3 separate regions of the Mus musculus genome follow, and all the other regions are linked to region 2. Evidence: chromatin contacts called from public HiChIP or PLAC-seq and promoter capture Hi-C data. All regions are on one chromosome and are shown on one strand. The core of a region is the stretch at or near the end of the contact, and the rest is flanking DNA. Distances in the headings are between cores, read along the strand shown.

Region 1 (4,218 bases), core at 1,107-3,606, 440 kb before region 2:
AAAATCTCAGGGGCTGGAGAGGTAGCTCAGCAGCTAAGGTACTTGTTGCTCAGGCAGACGACATGATTGTTTACAGCCACCTGTAATTTCAGTTCCAAGGGCTACAGCGTCCTCCTCTGAGTACTGCAGGCACCAGGGATGTACGAAGGGCACAGACATACGTGCAGGCAAGCACTCATGCACATAAAATAAATCTTTTAAAAACAATAAAAAGTCTCCATTGAAACAGGAGACACACTTGTGTGGTGAATACACACACAAACACACACACACACACACACACACACACACACACACACACACACACACTGAAACCAGCCTGGCTAAGCCCTTCCTGGGGTTTGCCCACACATTCCACACCAGCGACACAGCAGCTCACTGGAAAGTCCCTACAGAGGGCATCTCCAGAGCCACCTGTTCCACACACCCAGTGTCCTAGGTTTCTTCCTGATTCTGATGGTCACAAGGGTTCAAGGAACCTGGAAGGTCGCCTGGCAACCGAGTTGAGCGGATTTAGTCCCGCCTATTCCCTGAGAGACCCCCCAGGAAAACACTGTCCCCGGCTTCATTCCACTCAGGAATGGAGCAGAAAGTGAGGCGACACTGATTCCACAACCAGAGTGGCAGAGAACCCTGAAGCTGAGGGTACACGTGAAGAGCCTGTGCTGACCTGCCTATGTGCAGAAGGACTCGCCCTGGCCAGTATGGCTGCTCTCTCTTTCTGCTGGGAAATGAAGGATGGGTCTCAGAGCCTGAGCAGGGAGGGACTTGGCCTTCTGGACACAGAGGCAACAACAGATAAGCCCTCTACTAGTGAAACCAGATGGCCCAGGTTCAGGCTGCATTGTGCTGGTCCCGACACCCAGGAAACACACTGGAGCCCTGTGTGGGTGGGGGGACCTCCAGGAGCTCCTTGCCCTGTTATCTCCCCACTCCCCTTCCCCCCACTCCTCTATATAGAAGGTGCTGTTCCAACCCATGTCCAGTGGAGAGTCCAGTCAGGCCCTACCTGCCTTCCACGCACTCCATGAGGTCCACGTCTCTCACAGGCTCCTTCATGCTGGGAGTCTCAGAGGCCACTGGAGGTTGGGGGACCTGGTCGTGTGGAACAGTCTTGATGACGTCTCTGGCCATAAGTCTCGCCTCCGACATGTGTTCTGTGGGATAAAATAAGGCAGAGCGTGACTAGATCTCCAGAACTATGCACCGGTGGCTACAGACCATAGTAAGTGCTTGGTATGTGGGGCACAGAAAGCCCCCGGGAACTACAAGGCCTTGGTATATGAGTGTTCCTGACCCTCCTCTGTCCCAGAATGAGTCACAAAAACCAGAGATGCTTCCATCCAGGCTGCTCACATAAGCTGGGCTATCTTTCCCAAAGCAGGCCACCAAGCTTCAACAAGATTCTGGTCCTCTTTCCTGGTCCCTTGAAGATCAGGACGTTCAAAGACTCTGAATAGACTCCCCACTAGCCCCACCCCAGTCTGTCCAGAGCCTGCTAATGCTGTTTGCCCAGCCATAGCTCTACACACCACTGCCCCGTAGCAGACCTGAGCATCAAACCAAGTTTCTCCAAGGGCTGGGAGAAAAGCTTGTCCTTACCATGCAAGCATGAGGACTTGACTTAAGATCTCCAGAATGCAAGGCAGGACTCTGGAGGAGCTGTGTGCAGCACTACATGCCTGGAACCCCAGGACTGTGGAGCTGAGAACAGAGTCCATGGGGCTTGCTGACCAGCCAGCCCAATTTCATCAGTGAGTCCCAGTTTCCAGATCCTGTCTCAGAAACCCAAGTCACGTCTGGAGGGACGGGTTAATCAGGTAGAGACAGTGTGTACCACTCTTGCCGAGGAACAGAGTTCCATTCCCAGAATCCACATCGGCAGTTCGCAACCCCTTATAAACTCCAGGTGGAGGGGCTCAGAGCCCTCTTTCACCCTCCAAGGGCACCCACACTCTCACACACACACATATGCATACAACATACAATTATCAAATCTTCGGGGGGAGGGGACCCAAGGTGGATGGCTCCTGGGGGAACAGCAATGTTGACCTTTGCCCTCTACATGTGTGCACACACGTGTATATACACACACATGCATGCATACCCACACATAAAACATGTGTATATACAAAAGTTCTTCATGTCTCCAGGTCTTCATGCCTGAAGGCTCCCATGAGGTAGAAAAAGTGACTGTCACTTTTCTGTCTTTGACCATCTATGACAGAAACATGAACCATGTCCCCTGTAATGAGGGCAGGGGAAATATGTCAGACTCTGCTGCCCCATATCTAAGAATAACCTTCTTGCCTCTGTGGCCATTTCCTCTGAGCTGCTTGGGCCGTCATCCAACTCTCCCCGACTCCTCCTCCCCCCAGCCCTTCCAGAGTCCTCCACGCAGGCTGTGTGCCTCAGCAAATCACCAAGTCCTGGGTCTCTGAAGTGAAGATACTAAGGACCCCAGCTCTGTCCTTGGGGACAGAGGAAAGCCCAGGCACCCCTGCCCACAAAGAGACTGAAGTGAGTTCCCAAGGAGAGCGACTCCTTCGCCCTGACTTTATGAAGAACACAACTAGCGGGTTTCACTGTTTTCATCCCTGAGGGCGGAACCTGAACCTCACGCAAGACAGGGCCGTGTGTGCCACTGGGGGCAGAACTTGAACCTCACGCAGGACAGGGCTGTGTGTGCCACTGGGCCACACCTACAGCCTCATTCCTTCTTTACTTATTCTTTTCTTAGTCTCAGTGTGTGTGTGTGTGTGTGTGTGTGTGTGTGTGTGTGTGTGTGTGATGGAAGGGGACACATGCCACACTGGCCATGGGGAGGTCAGAGGACAACTCTGCAGAGCTTGTCCTCTCCTTCTGCCTTCACATGGGTTCTAGGAACCACACTGAGGTCACCAGGTTTTGTCCCCAGTGAGCCTCTTCCCAGGCCCTTGACACTCCCCCACCCCCACCACCACCTTTGAGACTAGCTTTTTTTATGTAGGCCTGGATGTCCTGGAACTTTCTCTGTAGACCAGCCTAGCCTTGAACATGAGATCTGTCTGCTCCTGCCACCTGGTGCCGGGATTAAAGGGATTCCCCACCTCCTTTAATGTCTGCTATTGCTCTGGAGTAATTATGACAAATGGGCGAAATAAGATGAGAGTCCTCCATGATCCTATGCTGGTCAGTCTTTCCTTTAAACACGCCTGTAGCCACATAGGCATCTTCCAAACCAAGGTTGCCCCACAGTACTTTGCAGCCCCCTCTCCCTCAAGCTCCTGTCAGAGGCTTCATTTTGATCTCTAACCATCTCTCAACTCCTGCTAGGACAACACCTCTACACCAGCACTCATTGAGGTCCATCAAGACCCTGTCACACATTCTCTTGCCCAGTATCCCTTGCAATGCTGGTCATGTGACCAAGTCTGGCCAGTGAGGTCTCCAAGAATTTGGACACAGGGTTGGAAGAAAGGGAACAGAGGCCAAGCTCACAGGAACACAAAGACCAATGCCGGAACCTACAAAGACCATGCTGTCCCAGGTAGAACTTTCTGCCACCAACACGACAGCATAAATACATAAACAAAATAAATCTTTAAAAAAAGATTTACTTATTTATTTTAAGTAAGTATATGAGTACACTGTAGCTGTCTTCAGACACACCAGAAGAGGGCATCAGATCCCATTACAGATGGTTGTGAGCCACCATGTGGTTGCTGGGAATTAAACTCAGGACCCCTGGAAGAGCAGTCAGCACCCTTAACCACTGAGCCATCTCTCCAGCCCTTATCTTGTATTTTCTATCCAAAGAAATATATGTGATCACCTCAGAGACCTTCTGTACAATATCAGTAGGAGGACTCATTGTGACAATGATGACTATCATTGTCACCTATCCTATAAACGAGTCACAATATATGACTAAGAAACATGGTACCTCTAGTGGAGAATCTGTTGAAAAACTTGATAATTGCTCAACTGGAAGGAGTCAAGCAGCCAACCATCAAACAAATCCAGGAGGCAGGTAACATGGAGAAGGCCCAGCATGCACTGGTTCAGAAGTACCTTTATCTCTTTGATGTTTAGAAGAATACTGTTGCCATGGCCTGGGAGGTCACTTCAGCTATGTAGAGCACATAATGGAGTACAGAGTCCCCTGGACCACTATATTTCTATGTAGGACGTGATGCATTGCAGGAAGCAAGAGCATATGACAGACGGGGTGGAGAA
Region 2 (4,165 bases), core at 526-3,025:
CCACCCTTCGGACCTCACTCACAAAATTTTGCTGGTAGTACGGGAGGCCTGGGTTGTAATGGGACGAGAGCCCGTGGCCTCCGAAATCCATAGCCATGTAACAGAAGTCTGCAGCAGGGAAGAGGAAGAGAGGGGCTCGGCATGGCTGCCGTCACCCCTCCACGGCCCTTCAGCCCACGGCCCTACCTTGGGGAAGAAGAGGAATGAGCCTGTCAAAGGAGTTGGCGTTGTCCAGCCAGCCGTGTAAGCAGAGAACTGGAGGGTTCTTCTGGGAGCCCCAGACTTTGAGAGCAATGTGGCCCCAGGGCACAGCCAACTTCAACTCTGAGTGCAAACCTGCAAGGCAGATCTGGTCTGTCAACCCCTGCATCCAGGAATCCGGCACTTCCTAAGCCCCTATGAGTGCACCAAGAGGCACAGGCGCCTGAGCTACTGGCCTATGTCTAAGCTTTAGACAGACTGATTGCCAGATAACAGGGAAAGACAGCTTGGGTCCCCTGGATGAGAAAGATCTGAATAGGTTTTTCAGGATATAGCTCATTGGTTTTTAGGGCAGAACTGGAAGGAGTAGGTTGGGGGCTGCCGGCTTGAACCCTGACACTTGTGGGCTGTATGACCTTGGCTTGCCTAAAACCTCTCCATCTTCAGTTTCCCTTTCTGTTAAACAGGAGCAAATAGAGAATAATGCCTCATAACTATATGGGACCCATTCCAAGAGCCCCTGTAGATACCTGAAACTTCAAGCAGTAACAGACCCCATACACTGAATGCTACCTATAACAATAATTATACATGCCTGTTATCCCAGCCCTTAAAAGGTAGACATGGATAGACGATAAAACATTGTCTCATAAAACTTCAAATCAACAAAATAAAACAAATATACTACAATTTGTGCAGCACTGACTCTAAAATATTATTATGAGAACCAAGTGTATTAATCACACCTATAAGCCTAGCCTAGTCCTGAGGAGGTAGAGGCAGGAGGATTTCGGCCACTTAAGGATAGGCTGGTCTAGGGAGTTCCAAGCCAGCTAAAGCTACATACAGTAAAATGGCTGAGGGTTTTAAGACACTACTCAGAGTACCATGCTGCTCAAAACTGGTCTGTGCCCTCACATTTTGGACCTTAGGAAACTGAACCCTTGGAAATCGAAACTGGGAGATCACCGTGGCCAGCTTTTCCTATACCTTCGGAGCCGATGCCAGACACTTTATACTCTATCTATCTATCTATCTATCTATCTATACACCGTGAGTTGGAGAGTTGGGCCACTGCTGTTCTCAGTGCACAGATCACGAAACTGAGGCACAGGAAAGGGAGAAGGGGAGGAAGGAGAGGGGGAGAGAGTCAGCTTGACTCCAGGGCTCCATCTGGGCCTCTTCAAGTCAGATGTGCTCCAGAGCTGACCTTCTGCTGCTGTTGGACCCAAAGAGCAACCCCAAATAGCAGCCTAGGACTCAGCGGCCATCAGGAGCCCCGAGTCTGGCTCTGCTAGATCCCAGTGCTGCCCACTGAGCCTGGGAGAGGGCGATGAGCGTCCACTCCACCAGCTCAAGTAAGCGAGTGGGAGCACTCGTCGGCCTCCCCCTTCCCACTCCAATCTAAGGGGCCCTGAGGGACATTTTCACCCATTGCTCTGGTCGGTGAGGCTGTCACTCCTCGCTGAGGAGGTCACAGGAACTGGAAGGACTCAGAAGCTCACGCCCCGCCTCTTGCGTCCCGCTCAGGACTTTCCCTCCAGGTCCTTCCCGTCCCCACCGGCTTCCGTCTCCTTAGCCCCAGTTTTAGCGCCAGCCCCGCCCCTTCAAGCGACACCGCCCACCGAGGCCCCGCCTTCCTGCGGCCGGCCCGGGACTTTCAGGAGGATCTCAGGGCTGCTCAACTCCTGGCACATTGCTGTGCTGCTACGGTGGGATGGTGTCAGAGCTAGCAGAGAAGTAAGTCTCTGGAGGACAAGCTTTGACAGGCTCAATACCTGGGCATCCCCGCATGATTACCACGAGCTAGACAAGGCCCCGGTGGCCCCACAGTGAGGAAAGCTCCCTCGAGGATCCTCTCTGATTCCCACAGAAATGAGACGACTGTTTCACAGTGTTTCATGCCTCCCCACCGTGTCCCCACGGTGGCTGCGGTCCCTCAGCAGTGCCTGGCGCTATCCAGCTTTGATAATTGATTGCACGGCCTGAATGAATAAATGAATGTATAAAGCGAGGGCTCTGGCAGAAACCATCCCCAGGCAAGGAAGGACTGAAAACAGTTTCAGTCCCGAGAAGAACTCAGAGTCAGACTGTGGGCACGGGGTGCATTCAGGAGGCTGGGAAAGGCCTGTGGGTTTTTGGAGGCCAGCCTGGAATACACTGCAGGACTCTCCAATGACCAAAACTCATCCTAAAGCTAACCCTAGCAATCCAATCACAAACATTCCTAAAATGGACACATACAAGCACTACCTTTTAAATTAAAAGCAGAAATCTTGAGCTTTTAAATTTACCAGGTGGGCTCTCTGGAACAGCGGGAGATATTCCCTATCATTGTTGTAGCTGGCGAACCACAGACCTGGGCACTGAGCGGAATCAGTGTGGTGAGTTCCCCAAAGGGGTGACAGGGCAAACCCTGAGCATCACAGGCTGTAGTAAGGGGAGGGAGGGGAGGCTGGGCAGAGCCACTGTGGAGAGAAATTTGAGGCTGAAAAATAGGCCAACGTAGATGAGGGGCTGGAAAATGGGGCCGCCTGGTTGTGACAGGACTTTTCTGAGTGGTTTCACTCAGAGGTTAGGAGCTGGGAACACACCACGCTTTTCTGTTCTATTCTTTGGTTTTTGGAGACAGGGTTCGAACTCACTCCATAGCTGAGGGTGACCTTGAATTGAGCCGCCTCCCTCCCTCTCCAGAACACTGGGGTTGCACGCCTGGTTTATGCACTGCTGGGGGTCAAACACGTGGATGCATGCATGCCAGGCAAACATTCTACCAACTGAGCTACATCCCCAGCCCTTTGAGAACACTTCTGTTGGGTCCAATCAGTGGCATCTATCGGTGGAGAACACACTTTGATTCTCGATAGATAAGGGTCTTCACTGAGTTCTGTCGGAGTACAGTCACTCAGAGCCACTGGGAACAAGACACCTACCAGGAAGCCTGGGACCTTTCCCAATCTTTCCCAGTGACACATTGTTACCAATACTTGCACTTGGCATCTCGCATTCCTTTGACCTCAAAATTCCCTTGCTTCAACCAGCCCCTCCAGCAGCCATGACCTCAGCCGGCTCCTGTCTGTCCTGCTGGTCCATGGCTACAGTCACTGTCCCTCCATTCAGTCTCATCCTCATGTTCACATCCATCTGTGTCCCATCATTTCCATCTACCTCTTCCCTTTCCGTCCCTGTGACTCCATTCTGCCCTGCTTATCCTGCGACCACAAGCTGCCACCAGCCCCTTCCCCACCTCTTATTTTACTCGTGTGAAAATCTGGGTGCCTCTCACTGCGGGCTGGGGTGGGGGTTGATCTCCTGCCGGTCTATTAGATGGTGTTGGGGGGGGGCCTTTCCCTCTCCTGTGCTATCCGTTCTCTACACCTGACTCTTGCTGTCTATATCTCTGAGCCTTTTCCCCCCCTTCCACCCTGGACAATTCCTTCCTTCTACCCTGGACAATTCTACCCTCTTTTCAAGACTTGGTTTCAAAGTCAGCTTCCCTAGAAACCCTCTCAGCCCTCACGGGTGGAAGCACCTCCTTGTTTCTGTTCACACCATTGCTACCTGCCTCTCACCCCCACGTGGCTCTAGCCGTCTCTCTCTCTCTGAATGCATGTTGGCTTCTTAAAAAGTAGGATATGGTCCTTGTAAAAAACAGTTTCCCCGCTAACATCTACCTGAGGGCCTTGTGCACAGGAGAGACTCAATCGATGACTGCCTATTGGATTGGCTGAGAATCGCTGCCCCAGGCTCACTCTCTAGGGGCTCACACAAGCTATAGCAACAAGAGGGCAGGGAGGATGTGTGAGTGTTTTTTAAGGTCTTAGGTTCCTACCCTGTGCTTAAGCTTCCTCAGATTGGAATAGCAGCAGCATCCAGGGGAAGGGATTACTAAACACACACATCCCCAACTGAGAGAGACAAGAGTTCCCCAGGAGTTCCCCCCTTTATCAGCAACAGGAAGCTC
Region 3 (3,989 bases), core at 942-3,441, 360 kb before region 2:
TGTAGTGAGACCCTGCCTCAAACAAAATAAATAAGGAAAATAAATACAAGTGGAAGCAGTTTCATCGACGAGAGAGACCCTGAGACAAGGTCAGCAGCCACTGGCCACCCTGAGAGCCCGGCAGGCTCACTAGTCCTGGTCTTTCCTGGACTTCTGTTTTAAAGTGGAGAAAATCAAGCCCCAAAGAAGGGAAGGAACTTGCAGGGTGGAGTGGCCATTTGCTGCCAAGCAACCCTCCCTACCATATCTCCTCGATTCTTGCATGCCTGAAGTGCTCCAGTGGAGAGGAACCCCTTTCTTTCTCCCTGTAGAGCTCATTGCTTTCTGGGAGGTCTTTGCTCTCTGTCATATTCTATCCACCTTGGGACAGTAAAAATGTCACTGTGTTTGATATTGTTGCCCCTTGTCTTTGCTAGGTTCACCGAACACTTGCCAGCTGCTCCCCCCCACCTTGTATTCTTTTGTTTTGTTTTGTTGAGACAGAGTCTGGATATGTAGCCTTGGCTGTCCTGAATCTCACTATGCAAACCAGGCTGGACTTGAACTCACAGAGCTCTGCCAGCCTCTGCCTCCTGAGAGCTGGGATTAAAGGCATGTACCACCATGCCTGGCTATCTCTACTTCTAGACATTGGAATTACTGAGATGATTTTTTTTTTCTTGAAGGAGTCACAGACATCATTGTTAAAAGGGTATTTTACAGGCAATACAGCTAGCCTCTGGGTAATTAAATAAATACATAAATAAATACATATTGAAAATGTTGGTCACTGTAAGGATATGAGTGGGGGAGGTTATTTTATATTTTCTGGGTGGGGGAGGGGCAAGGTCTCATATAGCTTAGGCTGACCTGAACTCTCTATGCAGTTGAGGATGACTGTGAATTCCTGATCTTTCTGCCTCTACCTCCTAAATGCTGAGATTACAGGCAGGTACCACTATGTCCAGCCTGAAAACTGGACTTCCTGTGTAGCTGGGGATGACCTTGAACTCCTGACCCTCCTGTTCTACCTTCCAAGTGCTACCTACTACATCTGCCTTTTCTGTTTTGTTTTGTTTGCAGGGAGGTTGAGGCAGGGTCTTACTATATATTCCAGGCTGACCTTACCTTTTTTTCTTTCTTTCTTCCAATTACTCGGTTGCGTAGGCTGCCTGGAGCTCTCAGCCATTCTCCTGTATCCGCCTCTTGAGTACTGGGATTACAGACACTAGCCACTGTCTGCCACCATTTACTCTTTACTCCATACAGTTCCCAGAAAGTTACCTGCTGTCAGTTTCTCAGACCCTCACCCACGCATCGCTTACTGTCCTCCTGGCCGGGACTGTGTGAGGTAGTGCTCAGCGAGGTATTAGCCGTTTTGGCTCATTATTTCTCTTTGCTCATAGGGCCAACCTCCTATCTGGCAGCGCTATGTGAGAAGCAGAAAGTCTGTATATTGTCTGGTGCTCTGATGGCCATATCGGCATCCTCTGGAGGGAAGTCTCTCCACCCCACTTCCTCTTCTTTTTTGTGTTTTTGGTTAGCCTGTAACACACTATGTAGACCACAGTGGCCATGAACGCAGAGATCCACCTGCCTCTGCCTCCTGAGTGCTGGGATTAAACGCGTGCGCCACCATCCCTGGCTTGGAGGAAACTTTCTTTAAAAAAAAAAAAAAATTGTGTGTATGAGTGTTAGCATGTCTGTACCTCGTGCGTGCCTGGTACCAACAAAGGCCAGAAGAGGGCGTCAGACAGATAACCCTCCAACTGGAATTTCAGATCAGGGTAAGCCTCTACGTACTAGGTACTTGGAATGGAATCCGGGTCCTCTAGAAAAGTAGCAATTTCTCCAGATCCGAGGAAACTTTCTCAAAGTCCACCTTATCTGAATTATAGATCAGGGACCGCAGTTGTTCTGGGTGCTAGGGAAACCACAAAACTCTGGCCCACTTTAAAAAAAAGTCCTTTAGTCCCGGTCCTTTGGGCGTCTCCCAGGGAGTGACCCGTGTTGGCCTCTCAGCGGCTTAAGTAGTAGCTCCTCGTTTGACTGACAGGAAAGGCCGCTAATGCTAGCCCAAGGTAGTTCCTTTAGCTTCTGGGGGGGCGTGCCGCCTCCGCTTTAGACTATCCAATCTGGAGCGCCGCTGGGCCGAAGGGCGGGGTCTGGATGCAGGCAACCAATAGGGCGAGCACAGCGGGCGCGGCGGGGGCGGCGCGGTCGCGGCTGGCGGCAGAAGCGGCTGCGGCGGGTCTGGGCAGGGCCGGGGAGCTCGGTTGGAGCGGAACGGGAAGGGGTCGGAGTCGCAGCCCGGCCGGGGCGGCGTGCTCAGTGGGACCCGAGGCGAACGGCGGCCGAGGTGAGGGGTGCGCCGCGACGGTTGGGACACGGGTCGGTGGCCGCGCCTACCCCTGTCAGGCCGCGCTGGGGCCGAGCGCGCGGGGCCGCGCCGCTCGAAACTTCTAGTCCGCGCGCGGGGGGCCACGCGCCGGCGGGCGGAGCCCGGGAGGCCCGAAGGGCGGCCGGAGCGGACGAGTCCCACGCGGACGCACTCATGGGGCGCTTTGCAGACTCTTGCCTTCCATTTCCGTCCTCCCCACACTCTGTGACCGCCGTGGTGAGAGCCAAGCCTGACCGGTGAACACGAACTAGGGGTGTGAGGCGAGACAGGAAAGGCTGCATGCTGTCCTTTTTGACTTTCATAGTTTTCGAGACTCAGTGGATCCGAATCGTCAATTCCCTCCTACCTCCCGTGGGGGCTCTAGAGCCGCGTTCTCTTCTCTTCCCAAAGACCCCAGGCTTGCGGACCCCCTCTGAGAAGGTCCACTTTTCTTTTTTTCCAGGAGTGGATCCAGAGGAGCTGGCTAGGGATCTCAAGGCCTTAGAGGTTAGACCTGGAAGTAGACACGCCCCAGGGGTGCTGCGTTCTTGTTGGCCCCTTGAGGGAAGATAGTTTTGGTCCGGGCTGTGTGCACCATCCCTGGCCCTTGTCGGCTTCCCTTGACCGCAGCTGTCCTTAGGTTTAGTGATGAAGGGGGAGTAGGTTGCTGACAGTCTCCAGGGCTACTCATTAGCGGTTTAGCAAAAACACTTCTGCACTGTCCTGATGTAAATCTATTTAATCCCGAGTTGTGGACGTGAGCTCACACCTTCCTACCCCCTGCAGGTTTTCCACTTTGCTTAAGTTCTGGTCTTGCACCTCTGGGATTGTCAGCTTGGAGCCCCTGGTGAAGGGATCAGCCAGGTGAACTGGGTTCTGTGTTAGCCTCCCTCTTCCGTCCCTGGGCGCTCAGATTCACTTTTCCACAGAAGTCCGGATTTGAGAGTTAGCGTAGTTGGGGGTTCTCCTGACTTTCCTGGAACACTCTAGTCTGTGCATTTACACTGAACTGTAGAGTTTGGCAGTCTCCTTGGTGAAGCTATGCTACTTTAGCCGTGAGGCCACTACATGAAAAACTTGTGTGATGTGTGCAGTTTAGAGGCTTTAAAGAAACTGATCATTGGGCTGATGGATATTTATTACTTGGGAAAGTAGCTGAGCACAGAGGAGTAGCTGACTGATTAGATCTGCTCTCTCTGTGCAGGATTTTTAAAGACTCATTGGACTAGAAATGGTATTTTAGTTCATGCTGTTTGGGGAGCTAGGGTTTGTTATTTCCAACCATAATAATTAGTGTAAAAGTGTGTGTATGTAAGAAACACATCTAAGTTTCCATGTTGTCTGGTAGAGAGAGGTGCCATTGGCTTTTCCGTAGTCCTCAGTGCCAGTACAGGTTTCTAATGGCCAGGCATTTCTAGGGGGAAGATAGGGGGTTGCCCTTAGTTTTAAGGGGTTTGTTTTGGACGCAGGGTCTCACTGAGTAGGCCAGGTTGGCTTGGACTTTTCAGAGATCTGCCTGCCCCTGCCTCTTGAGGGCTGAGATTGAAGGTGTATTACACCGTACCTGGCCACCCTTAATCTTTTTATTCTTTTCTTTTACCTGAAAGTCCATGCTGATGGGTTAAGGCCT

Evidence for each region. HiChIP or PLAC-seq counts read pairs in DNA pulled down with a chosen protein or histone mark. Capture Hi-C pulls out chosen DNA fragments and counts their contacts.
Region 1: a contact with region 2 is called in an H3K4me3 HiChIP or PLAC-seq map of bone marrow-derived macrophages, with 5 times the contacts expected there. The contact joins the enhancer-like site here to the promoter of Serhl in region 2. A contact is called at or near these places in 1 of 39 promoter capture datasets (the SN4741 cell line), 2 of 484 Hi-C or Micro-C datasets (cortical neurons and embryonic fibroblasts), 4 of 115 datasets of contacts at active chromatin or transcription factors (bone marrow-derived macrophages, large pre-B cells and pancreatic cancer cells) and 3 of 9 other capture datasets (adipose tissue, liver and pancreatic islet).
Region 3: a contact with region 2 is called in a promoter capture Hi-C map of adipose tissue. The contact joins the promoter of Pacsin2 here to the promoter of Serhl in region 2. A contact is called at or near these places in 1 of 39 promoter capture datasets (pre-B cells), 2 of 115 datasets of contacts at active chromatin or transcription factors (bone marrow-derived macrophages and pancreatic cancer cells) and 2 of 9 other capture datasets (adipose tissue and liver).

Annotation. Positions count from the first base shown.
Region 1 is chr15:83,538,234-83,542,451 of GRCm38.p6, reverse strand. It overlaps Bik (BCL2-interacting killer), which reads right to left. Exons shown (of 5, transcript NM_007546.2): 2 at 1,010-1,157. The coding sequence starts at 1,152. It also overlaps the pseudogene Gm46495. Among named protein-coding and RNA genes, the nearest start is that of Bik, 13 kb to the right of the region's middle. Within about 2 kb of position 2,356, at least 27 of the 459 cell types and tissues checked have an H3K27ac peak or open chromatin away from gene starts, as enhancers often do. A contact at or near this core is called in adipose tissue, bone marrow-derived macrophages and pancreatic cancer cells, where this site is marked.
Region 2 is chr15:83,097,815-83,101,979 of GRCm38.p6, reverse strand. Serhl (serine hydrolase-like) reads right to left here and starts at 1,775. Exons shown (of 12, transcript NM_023475.3): 1 at 1,633-1,775; 2 at 187-336; 3 at 1-108. The coding sequence starts at 1,636.
Region 3 is chr15:83,462,808-83,466,796 of GRCm38.p6, reverse strand. Pacsin2 (protein kinase C and casein kinase substrate in neurons 2) reads left to right here and starts at 2,191. Exons shown (of 11, transcript NM_001159509.1): 1 at 2,191-2,338.